3 separate regions of the Mus musculus genome follow, and regions 2 and 3 are each linked to region 1. A link is a contact called in public HiChIP or PLAC-seq data. All regions are on one chromosome and are shown on one strand. The core of a region is the stretch at or near the end of the contact, and the rest is flanking DNA. Distances in the headings are between cores, read along the strand shown.

The links. HiChIP or PLAC-seq counts read pairs in DNA pulled down with a chosen protein or histone mark.
Region 2: a FOXA1 HiChIP or PLAC-seq map of pancreatic cancer cells shows a contact between it and region 1. The contact joins the promoter of Itpkc here to the promoter of Ggn in region 1. A contact is called at or near these places in 1 of 39 promoter capture datasets (pre-B cells) and 1 of 115 datasets of contacts at active chromatin or transcription factors (pancreatic cancer cells).
Region 3: a contact with region 1 is called in an H3K27ac HiChIP or PLAC-seq map of bone marrow-derived dendritic cells, with 5 times the contacts expected there. The contact joins the promoter of Hcst here to the promoter of Ggn in region 1. A contact is called at or near these places in 2 of 39 promoter capture datasets (liver and neutrophils), 1 of 484 Hi-C or Micro-C datasets (B cells) and 1 of 115 datasets of contacts at active chromatin or transcription factors (bone marrow-derived dendritic cells).

What each region holds. Positions count from the first base shown.
Region 1 is chr7:29,168,624-29,171,983 of GRCm38.p6, forward strand. Ggn (gametogenetin) reads left to right here and starts at 1,587. Exons shown (of 3, transcript NM_001358852.1): 1 at 1,587-1,818; 2 at 2,555-3,360. The coding sequence starts at 2,574. It overlaps Spred3 (sprouty-related EVH1 domain containing 3), which reads right to left and starts at 24. Exons shown (of 6, transcript NM_182927.3): 1 at 1-24.
Region 2 is chr7:27,227,022-27,230,381 of GRCm38.p6, forward strand. Itpkc (inositol 1,4,5-trisphosphate 3-kinase C) reads right to left here and starts at 1,596. Exons shown (of 7, transcript NM_181593.3): 1 at 330-1,596. The coding sequence starts at 1,466. It also overlaps a transcript of Coq8b not described here.
Region 3 is chr7:30,417,992-30,421,351 of GRCm38.p6, forward strand. It overlaps Hcst (hematopoietic cell signal transducer), which reads right to left and starts at 1,863. Exons shown (of 4, transcript NM_011827.3): 1 at 1,713-1,863; 2 at 628-651; 3 at 97-228. The coding sequence starts at 1,755.

The DNA.
Region 1 (3,360 bases), core at 337-2,836:
GGAGACCGAAAAGATACAAGGAGCATTTCATTCACAAAAATCAAGGCTGCTCCGGTTGGTCTCAGTTGAGGGAAGCCAAGAGAGATGGGAGGGGAGATAATGATCCAGCCCCTCACCCCCCCGCCCCCCGCCATCCTTCAGAAACATTTTACCCCGCCCCCAGTTTAGGGGATGTAGCCCTCCGCCCAGCAATCAGGATTACCATTCAGCCCCACTGTCCCAGGCTCATGGAGCATGAAGTCCCAACCTTATGAGCCCAGGCAACGAGTTCTAGCCCCCTCCCCCACCTGCAGGATGTCGGGTTTCCCCAGCCGTTCAGGAGGGGAAGGGGCGGCCACAGCGCCCCCAGCCCCCTTTTCTCAATGGGATGGGATTTTGTGAATGAGCAGTCACGTGACACTGCTTCCTTTGTCCGCCCGCCTCCCCCAACAACAGGTGAAGCGGGGAAAGAGGGCTGGGGTCCCCCCCAAAGGCCTAGCTGAGATAGGGCACTGAGATCTTGGGGTGTCCTATGCTCCCACACATCTATTTTCCCGGGGAGAGTAGTCATCAGAGTTCCTCAATGGCGAGGGTCCACGACAGAATTTTGTGAATGGGGCATCCTCGGAAGAAGTCCAGGACCCCCAAATGGAGATTGGCACCCCAAATGGCTACCGCGTAGTTTGGTGCCCCCACCCCTCTTGTTCTCCCAGCTTGTGTCCGCAGGGTGCAAGGGTGGGCAGAGGATTACAGATGCGATCCAGGCTGCCCCCTCACCCTGGCAGGCAGTCTCGTCAGCCCCCCGCCCCCTCGCCACTCTGGGCACCTGCCTGGGAGGCTCCGGCCGGGCTCCGAGCGGCGGCGACGCGGCCTCCTCCTCCTCCTCCTCCTCCTCCTCCTCTTCTCTCCCGCTCCCTCACTGGCTCCGGCGGCGCTGGAGACGGGCACCGGGAGCCGGGGCGAGGGGGGAGGGAGGGGGAACCTGGAAGATGTGTGTGGGGGAGGGGGCGGCTTGGGGGAGGGGTAGAAGCAAGGCAGGCGTACATGCCCGCTGGGTCCTAGAGCCCGGCTAGGGCTACAACGAACATCTATAGCCCCCATTTTCTCGGGACCCAGAAGGGAATCCCCACTTTTCCACTTATCTGAACGGTTGGTCCCTGATGATATGAGAAGGGAACAGAAATAGACCCTGGTCCCAAGGTTCTAGAGAGAAGGTGGTCCACGGTCAGGGCTCTGAATGGGAGGGGCGGGATGCCTGGCAGGGTTCGAAAAGGGGAGGGGCCTGGGAGCCTGAGTAAGGAAGGAGGTTTGGACGCTGAAGGAACTGAGAGGGTGCGTCACGGAAGGGGCGGGCGGGTGGACCTTCTGAGCCATCCCAGGAAAGACAGGGTCTTAGAAAGAGATGCTGCCTGGACTTAGCAAGGCGGAGCTTGGACATAAATTTCCTTAGTGACAGGTCAAATAAGAGGCTCAAAAGGAGGAGCTATGTAGCAAGTGTTTGCCATGGGTGGGGGTCCGGGGAGGGGCTTAAGAGAGAGGGGTGTGGCATTATAAAGGGGTGGGGCTTAATGAGAAGGGGCCTGCCTACCCACTATGAAGAGTTTTCTGTATTTTTCTAAGGGTGATCCAGGTTTGAAGGGCTGCACTCAAGCTGGCTTGCAGGGGGCAGGGCCTCGAGCTCGGGGCGGGGCCTAGATCTCGGGGGTCGTCCTCGCTGTCTCGCCCACTTGCCTTCACCCGCACACCCGTTCTTTTCGGTTATTTTCTGCTACGGCCGTTCCCCGCCCTGCCTTGGGCCCACGGGGCAGTGATCTGATCTTTGGTCGGCTGGAGGAGTCGGTGAGTTGGGTCCACTTAAGAGGCGGAGCTGGGCGGAGCTTTAGGAAAGGGGTGGAGCCTAAGTTAAGATCTGTCACAAACGCCAAGCGGGAAAAGTTTAAGAGGCTTGAGGATTTGTTGCTGGCTAGGAAGAGGGAGGGATCCAAATGATCGACACAGAGAGACGGTGGGTGATCGGAGGGTTAGGACTGAAGGACTAGGGAACTAATTAGATCACAGTCCCAGGTATTTGTTAGGCAGAGACGGACCTGATCCGGGGCGGTGAGGGGCGAGGATATGGCCGGATTCTTGACAATCAGGAGCGACTAGAGAATGGGGCGGGGCCTGGTTAGACTAGTGTTGAAAGAGAAGCGTGAATTCATTGTTGGCTATTGGGCATAACCATCATTACCCATGTGGTTTGAAACTTTCAACAGAGAGGCTGGCGAGACTGACTCCTGGAGCCTGGAGATCCCGGGAGTGGCAAAAGTGTTAGGGATGTGATCCAAGGGATCAGGGTTGGCGCCTTTGTACACTAAGAAGTTAGGTTCGAAGAGTAAGAACTGCAGCCTTGAGACCATGGGGAAGGGGGCGTGACCATGGCGAATCGGAGAACTGAAGACTTAAGAGCCGGGGGCTGAGATAATATTGGAGGACAGGGCAGACCAATGCAGACAGGGGCAGTCCAAGAACAGCCTGAGCCGTGGAGTCCCCGCAGAACCCGCCGACTGACTGGTGAAAGTTTTTTTAACCACAGTCCCCGACCTTCTTCAAAAATGGGGAACGTGCAGTCGGAGCCGTCCGCGGGCGGGGGTTCCCGAAAAGAGCAGGCCTCAGACCGCGCCTCCGACTCCCGCAGGACGCCTCTAGTGGAGCCCGAGGTGACCCCCTCATCCCCTGCCATGCGCCTGGCTCGAGGGCTGGGCGTCTGGTTCCCTGGCAGTTCCGGGCCCCCGGGACTCCTGATACCCCCGGAGCCCCAGGCCTCATCCTCGCCCCTGCCCCTGACCTTAGAACTGCCCTCGCCAGTGACACCCCCTCCAGAGGAGGCGGCTGCGGTCTCCACACCACCCCCGCCCCCCGTGGGGACCCTGCTGCCTGCGCCATCTAAGTGGCGAAAACCCACGGGCACTTCAGTGCCTCGGATCCGCGGTCTTCTGGAGGCGAGCCATCGTGGTCAGGGTGACCCTCCAAGCCTCCGCCCGCTGCCACCGCTGCCCCGGCAACTGACCGAAAAAGACCCGGTCCTGAGGGCCCCAGCCCCACCTCCGACGCCCCTGGAACCTCGGAAACAACTACCGCCAGCACCATCAACTTGCGATCCGCAGCCCCTGAGCCGCAGAATCACTCTGGCCTCGTCGGCCACAAGCCCCACAGAAAGTCAGGTCAGACACAGCAGCGAGGGTCAGGCGGCCGGGGGAGCCCACGGAGGGGTACCTCCCCAAGCTGGAGAGGGCGAAATGGCTCGGTCTGCTACTTCCGAGTCTGGCCTGAGTCTGCTGTGTAAAGTCACCTTCAAGTCGGGGCCCCATTTGTCCCCCACATCGGCCTCGGGTCCCTTAG
Region 2 (3,360 bases), core at 346-2,845, 1.9 Mb before region 1:
GCCTTGCATGTAAAATTATGTGTGCACCTAGACTCACACACTGGCACAATCTCAGAGATCCCTTAGGCCTGATTAAGGTCCACTGCGGACCGCTCCCAAGAACTAGTGACAGAGGGGTTAAAGGAAAAGACAGAAATGAAAGAGCAAAGAGTAGGGGGTTAATGAAATGGGTTAGTCACCTGGTGTCACGGGGAAGTGACCAGTGAATGGAAGAGGGAGCGAGAGATGGAATTGCCGGCAGGTAGGTAAGAGTAACCTGGAAGAGGACTTTCTAAGCCAAGGCAAAAGGATGGGAGGACATGAGATTTGGGGTGGTGGGTCCTACTCACTCCAGCTCTGTCCTCAGGATCGCTGGTACCTCCGCCCCCGGCTACCAAGTCATCCTCAGATTCATCAAAAGAGGAGGCAGAAGAGAAGCCGCCAGTGCCCCCCTCAATCCGGGATTGGGGTCCCACCGGCTGGGCCTCAGGTTCAGGAGTCTCTGGGGTGATGATAAGGCGGGGCACAGGACACAGGGAGCTGCACTCCAGGTGGGAGCACAGGTTAGTCACCAACTCTCCAGGCTCTGATAAATCTAATGGATCATTTCCATTGGACTCCCCCAAAACGCTGTCATCCCGGAGGCCATCAGTGCCAGGTTGAGTCAAGGCACTCTCAGTGTCTTTTGAGGAAAAACCATCACTCCCAGGTTGTCTGCAGGCTGTCTGAGTACTAGGTCCTTTGAGAGAGTCATCAGTTTGGGACTCTATCCAGAAGCCGTCGGTGTCATGTGGAGTCCTGGAAGCATCCGCGGACAATTCTTTGCCGGAGTTATCAGCACTTGATTCTGGTGAGAGGCAGACTGGGTGAGTTTGGAGTTTGGACACGCCATGGTGGGTCCTAAGGTTATCAACCCTGGGCTTGTTGTCCCTCTCTGGCAGAGTCTGCCACATATCGGATCTGTCCAGTTCGGTCCAGGACTCATCAAACCCTGGTTGGGTACAGAGGCTGGCTCTCTTTGGCCGAGACTGGAGGTCAGATCTGTGAAGATCAGTTCGAAAGCCATCTGTCCAGGAACCGGCCATCTCCATCTCAACCAGGGGGCTGTTCCTTCTTGGATGTGTCTGGAGGTTGGACCCGTCTAGCTCCTTATTTTGCCTGGGCTTCTCCGACGCAACTACTAGGCCAGCTGCTTCGCACTCCGCGTGTCCATCTCCACAGGATTCTGCCTGTGGACCGTTCGGACACGGCGCAGGCTCGAGGTCGGTCCTCTCCGCCTCGGAGTGGAGGCTGGACTCCTCGATCCAGGCCCGGGGACCGCCCCCCTCCGGCCGTCCCGTCGGGCCACCTGCTCCCGGTCCAGGTCGTTGTAGTCCAGGCTGTCGCCGCCGCCCACCTCGCAGCGCCTCCAGCCCCATGCGGGCCTCGGCTGGCAGTGCGCCGGCCTCCGCCTCGCTCAGGCTCCCCCGGCACGGGCAGCGCCTCATACCCGCTCCCAGGGCCCGGGCTTTGGCCCGTCCGGCCCCTCCTTCCCCTTTAAAATCCTACGAGGGGTGTGGCTGGGGAGCCCCAACTCGTGGGTTCCGGCCCGCCGAGCTCCAGGCCGCTCGGATATGCAGGGGTTAACCGATACTCCACCTCCCAGGGAAAGCCCAAAACACGGCCCTCGCCGGAAGTGACGAGTTGACGAGTGTGGGGCGGAGCCTCGGATGCCACCGTGTGTCTCGCAGGGAACCAGCACTTGGCTTCTGATTCTGGTCAGGGTCTAGGTCGTGCGCCCCCGCGATCTTTCCCTACATCACTTACTCCGCCCCAGTAACAAGTTCAACCACGCACTCATTCAACATTCAGAGACAAGATGGACTTTCCAAAGACTTGAGACATCCCCACAGGCGTAAGTTTCAGTGCTTCCGCAGTCAATTCTCAAGCAGTTAGTTGCCTTCCCTTCCACTAAATCTCCCGTGAGAAGTCTGATGCATGGTGGTACAAACCTGTAATCCCAACACTTGGGAAATGGAGAGTGGAGGTTCAGAGGTTGTCATCCTTAGTTCCATGGCCAGTTCCTAGTCAGGGGTAGTCACACACGCACACAGAGGAGACAACTTGATGGTACAGCTTTTTATACCCGCACTCTGGAGGCAGAGGCTAACGGATCTATGTGAGTTCTAGGCCAACCTGGACCACATAGACCCCCCATCTCAAACACTCCTCCCCAATACACACAAAAGGGGAGGGGAATGAAATGACAGCAGGTCTGCCAAATCTGATGTCCTGAGTTCGAGCCCAGGACTGCAGAGTGCGAGATTTGTGGATAAATAAATTTATATGTGTTTGTTTTCAAAGAATTCCAGGGCTAGCCGGGTATGTGCCCTACACCGTTAATTACTGTACTAAGGAGTCAAAGGCAGGCAGATTTCTGAGTTCAAGGCCAGCCTGATCTACAAAGTGAGTTCTAGGACAGCCAGGGCTATTACACAGAAACCATGTCTTGAAAAACAACAAAACCCGGGCGGTGGTGGCGCACGCCTTTAATCCCAGCTCTTGGGAGGCAGAGGCAGGCGGATTTCTGAGTTTGAGGCCAGCCTGGTCTACAGAGTGAGTTCCAGGACAGCCAGGGGCTATACTGAGAAACCCTGTCTTGAAAAACAAACAAACCAACAACAACAGGGGAGAGAGAGAAAGAGAGAGAGAGAGGAAGGAAGGAAGAAAGAAAAAGAAAAACAACAAAAACAGTCTCAGGGCTGGAGAGATGGATCTGTAGTTAAGAGCCATTAGTCGCTCTCTTGAAGAATTGGGAGTTTGGTTTCTAGCACCCTGAATGGGGGTTCACAATCATCTCTAACCACAATTCTAGGGCATTGAACACCCTCTTGTGGTTTCTTCAGGGCATGCATAGCATGCACAGACATTTGCAGGCAAAATTACCCGCACACATAAAATTAAATCTTTTTAAGGCTGGCAGGGTGGCACACACCTTTAATCCCCAGTACTCAGGACAGAGGCAGACAGATCTCTGTGAATTTATGCTAGTTCCAGGTCAGCCAGAGCTACATATAGAAACCCTGCCTCGAATAATAAAGTACATAGGTAAGACCTTTTTAGGAAAGAATTCCAGGGCTGGAGAGATGACTCAGTGGTTAAGAGCACTGACTGCTCTTCCAGGGGTCCTGAGTTCAATTCCCAGCAACCACATGGTGGCTCACAACCATCTGTGATGAAACCGGATGCCCTCTTCTGGTGTGTGTCTGAAGACAGCTATAATGTACACACATAATAAATAAATCTTAAAGAAAAGAATTTCAATGTTTAAAACAATGAAGAAATCTCATGTCTAAACCATGGGTGATGGCACACTCATATAATCATATTACACAGGAGGCA
Region 3 (3,360 bases), core at 613-3,112, 1.2 Mb after region 1:
CCAGGGCTTCCCCGGGACCGCCTTCGTGGGACCCCCTTCTTCCCTAGGGACTGCTAGGGGACCTACACTTCAGGCCCCGCCCTAGTGTTGGCTCACCTTGGGCAGGCCTGCCGTGTGGGCGCATACATACAAACACCACCCCTACAATTAGGAGTGACATGACCGCATCTGCAGCCACTAGGCCTGCCAGGAGTGGCAGAGACAGAGTCCCACATCCGGAGCAGGAACCTGAGGGGATTAGAGCCCAGACAAACAGGCAGCTGAAACTTCTGACTCTCAAAAGTTTTGATTCGTTCACAGGGAGCCCCCTTCTCATCCCCCGCCTCCCTAAAGACCCCGAGACAGAGGGTGGGGGCGTGGGGTCGGGAGCGGAGCAGTAGGGTCAGGTAGGGGGCGCATCAGCTCCCAGATTCTTTGGGATTCTTTGTGCCCTGGGCACACTGGAGAATCTGTTACAGAGAATCTCGAGGTTCTCATCACTTCAGCTGGGTGGTGAAGAGTCAAGATGGGACCTGGGAAGGGCTCTGAGATTAGGATCGTCACAAGCCAGGGGCGTGCTGTGGGACAGACTTAAGGGTTGCAGGCGCTGCTGAAGTTACAAGGGCTAAGGCTTCTTTCATTCCTCACCTGCCGATGTCTGACTTGCAGCCACTGTGGAAAAACCCAAGAAGGTGGATGGAGGTTGGAAGTACAGGGGAGCAAACCCCAACACCCAGGCTTAGGGCAGGTGGGATGCTTGAGTGTAGTGTGAATTTTGGCTTCTTAAAAAAAAAAAAAGCGAAAAACAGTTGTGTGAACATGCTTTGTTTTAATCTCAGGTCTGGGATATGGGGATGCTTAAGATTGTCCACGGTAGCTATGATTTGTCTCGTGCTCTGGCAGGGGCGTGATTCTGCCAGCTGAAGCTAATTAACTTCTGGAATTCTGGGGACTCTTGAGAGGCTGGGAAAATGCCAGAGCCCTGGAGGCTGTGGCTCCTCCCCCTGCTGTTGCTGCATTGGCTGTTTGCTGGATGGCTGGTGGTTAAATGCTTTTTGGCTACTTTACTGGGGTCTAGCACCCTTCTCCATCCCAGTCCCTTCCAACCCCCCTAACACCAGGTAAGCAAGAAAGAAGATTAGAGGGGGAAGGGGTTGTAGACCACTTTAGACAACTTCCTGCTGGTTAGGGGTGTCAAGTTCTAGGGACAAGCTCTTAGGATGTCTCTAACCAGCAATCCAGCAAAAGGGGCAACAATCGGAGCACTAGCCACTGTTGCGGCCTCTAGGGCTCTGGCCTCTTTATACCGCTCAAGAGTCCCCAGAATTCCAAAAGTAAACTATCTTCAGCTGGCAGGATCACACCCCTGCCAGAGCATGAGACAAATCATAGTCACCTGCCACGGGCAATCTTAAGCAGCCCCATATCCCAGACCTGGGATTAAAACAAAAGTGTTCACATAGCGTAACTACATTTTTAGAGAAACCAAAAATTCTCACTGTTCTTAAGACCTAACTAAACTCCACAGTGGAGAGGTAAACTGGAAGGAGAGCTCCCCCCCCCCACCCCCTCCACAGCCACCAGAAAAGGGAAATAGAAGTGACTCAGCAGGGCTTCAGAATCCCATGCCCAACCCCCAAGGACTCAGGGGCACAGGGAGACCGACTTCCTCTCTGTGCCTCTGACAGCAGATGGCAGCCTTTCTGTCCCCTCAACCCCAGCACTGGCTTCACCTGGGAGCAGAAGCAGGAACAGGAGGTAGCCTGGGGGGTCCATGCTGGGCTGGGACCTGAAGGGATCTGGCCAAAACTGTGGTCCAGGGAAGTCCTCAGAACAGTAGAGGAGAAGAGAGGCAGCTAGGACGGATGTCACCCCGATGGTGACAATGCTACCTACTTCCTGTGTGGGTGCATGTGTGTCAAGACTTCCTTTGGAGAACAAATATGGGGGAGTCAGAGCCCAGAGAAGCTTCCGTGATCATCTCGGTGGAGTGGCAAGAGGACCATGGTGTGGGCACCAGGGAGATTATGGAAATAAGCTGGAGGTAGAGCCAACAACACTTGGGGAGGAGGGGGGGTGTGTTTGAGAAAGGGGATCATGGTGACTGTCGTTCCCAGCCTGAGCGAGATTAGAAGAGTGGAGAGTGGGTTGAAAGATAGTGAGGAAGCACTGGTTAAGGAGGGAGAGAAGGGCTGCCTGTGTTTGGGCACACTGAGTTGAAAATACCTAACAGATCTTTCTGGAAATGTGAATGCCCACAGGTAGGGTTCAGAGTCTAGGGACAAGACTGGTCCTGACACGTAAATCTGAGAGGGTTGATGGTTGGAGGACACGTGTAAAGCCATAGACTGGGTGAGATTGTTAAAGAGATACACACACATGCACACTGCCAGAGAGTGCAAGGGAAGCTGAGGGCAGGGCAGAAGCAAGGGAGGGGAGACCCAACCCCCGGCAGTGTTGTAAGAGAGAAGGAGAGATTTGGTCATCACAGTTCAATGCCAAGGAAGGTCACCAAGTGGGAACTGAGAATTGTTGGTTGCCTGGTGGACTGGGAATTCCTGTTTGGCTCACACCTCTCTATCTCCAGTGCCCAGCAAAGTGTCTCCTTTATGTTAGCAGAGTTCTTTAAATGGTGAATAAGTAAGCCAGGCATGATTGCCCAAGCCTGTATGTCCAGCACTAGGGAGACAAGTGAGGAAAAAAATAAATGGCTGTGAGTTCAAGGCTAGCCTGGCTGTTTTAGCAGGTGCATGGCCAGGCCAGCTACTTGGATGTAGGAAGCCCCTGTCTCAAAAACAAAGTGTTGGTAGGGAGAAGGTTTGGGATAAAGGTACTTGACTTGTATTAGGGCCCCATAACTGTCACAAAAAGGCCGGTATCTACAGTAGGCTTCAGAGCACGTGGTCTTCCACCTCCAGGGGAGTTCACACACTTTTTTTTAAAAGGCAAATATTGGAACCAGACAGAGTGGCACACGCCCTTAATCCCAGCACTTTGGAGACAGAAGCTGGCATATTTCTGTGGATTCTAAGGCCAGCCTGGTCTACATGGTGAGTTTCAGGACAGCTAGAGCTACATAGTTTGACTCTGTCTCTGGGGGTAGGGTGGAGTTGGGGCTGAAAAACAAACAAAAGAGCCAATATTGGTAGTTGATATGGCTCCAATATCTATAACCCAACATTTGGGAAATGGAAGCAAGAGAATCAGGAGGGGTTCAAGGTTATCCTCAGTTACCTAGAGTGCTAGGCCAACCTGGGCTACATGAATCTGCCCTTCCCCTTACTCTCTCCTCTCTCTCTCTCTCTCAAATCAAAACTGAAACCAAACGGGGAGAAAAAAAGCATTATAAATGAAAGTTAACTCTAAAGAAGGGAACGGCCA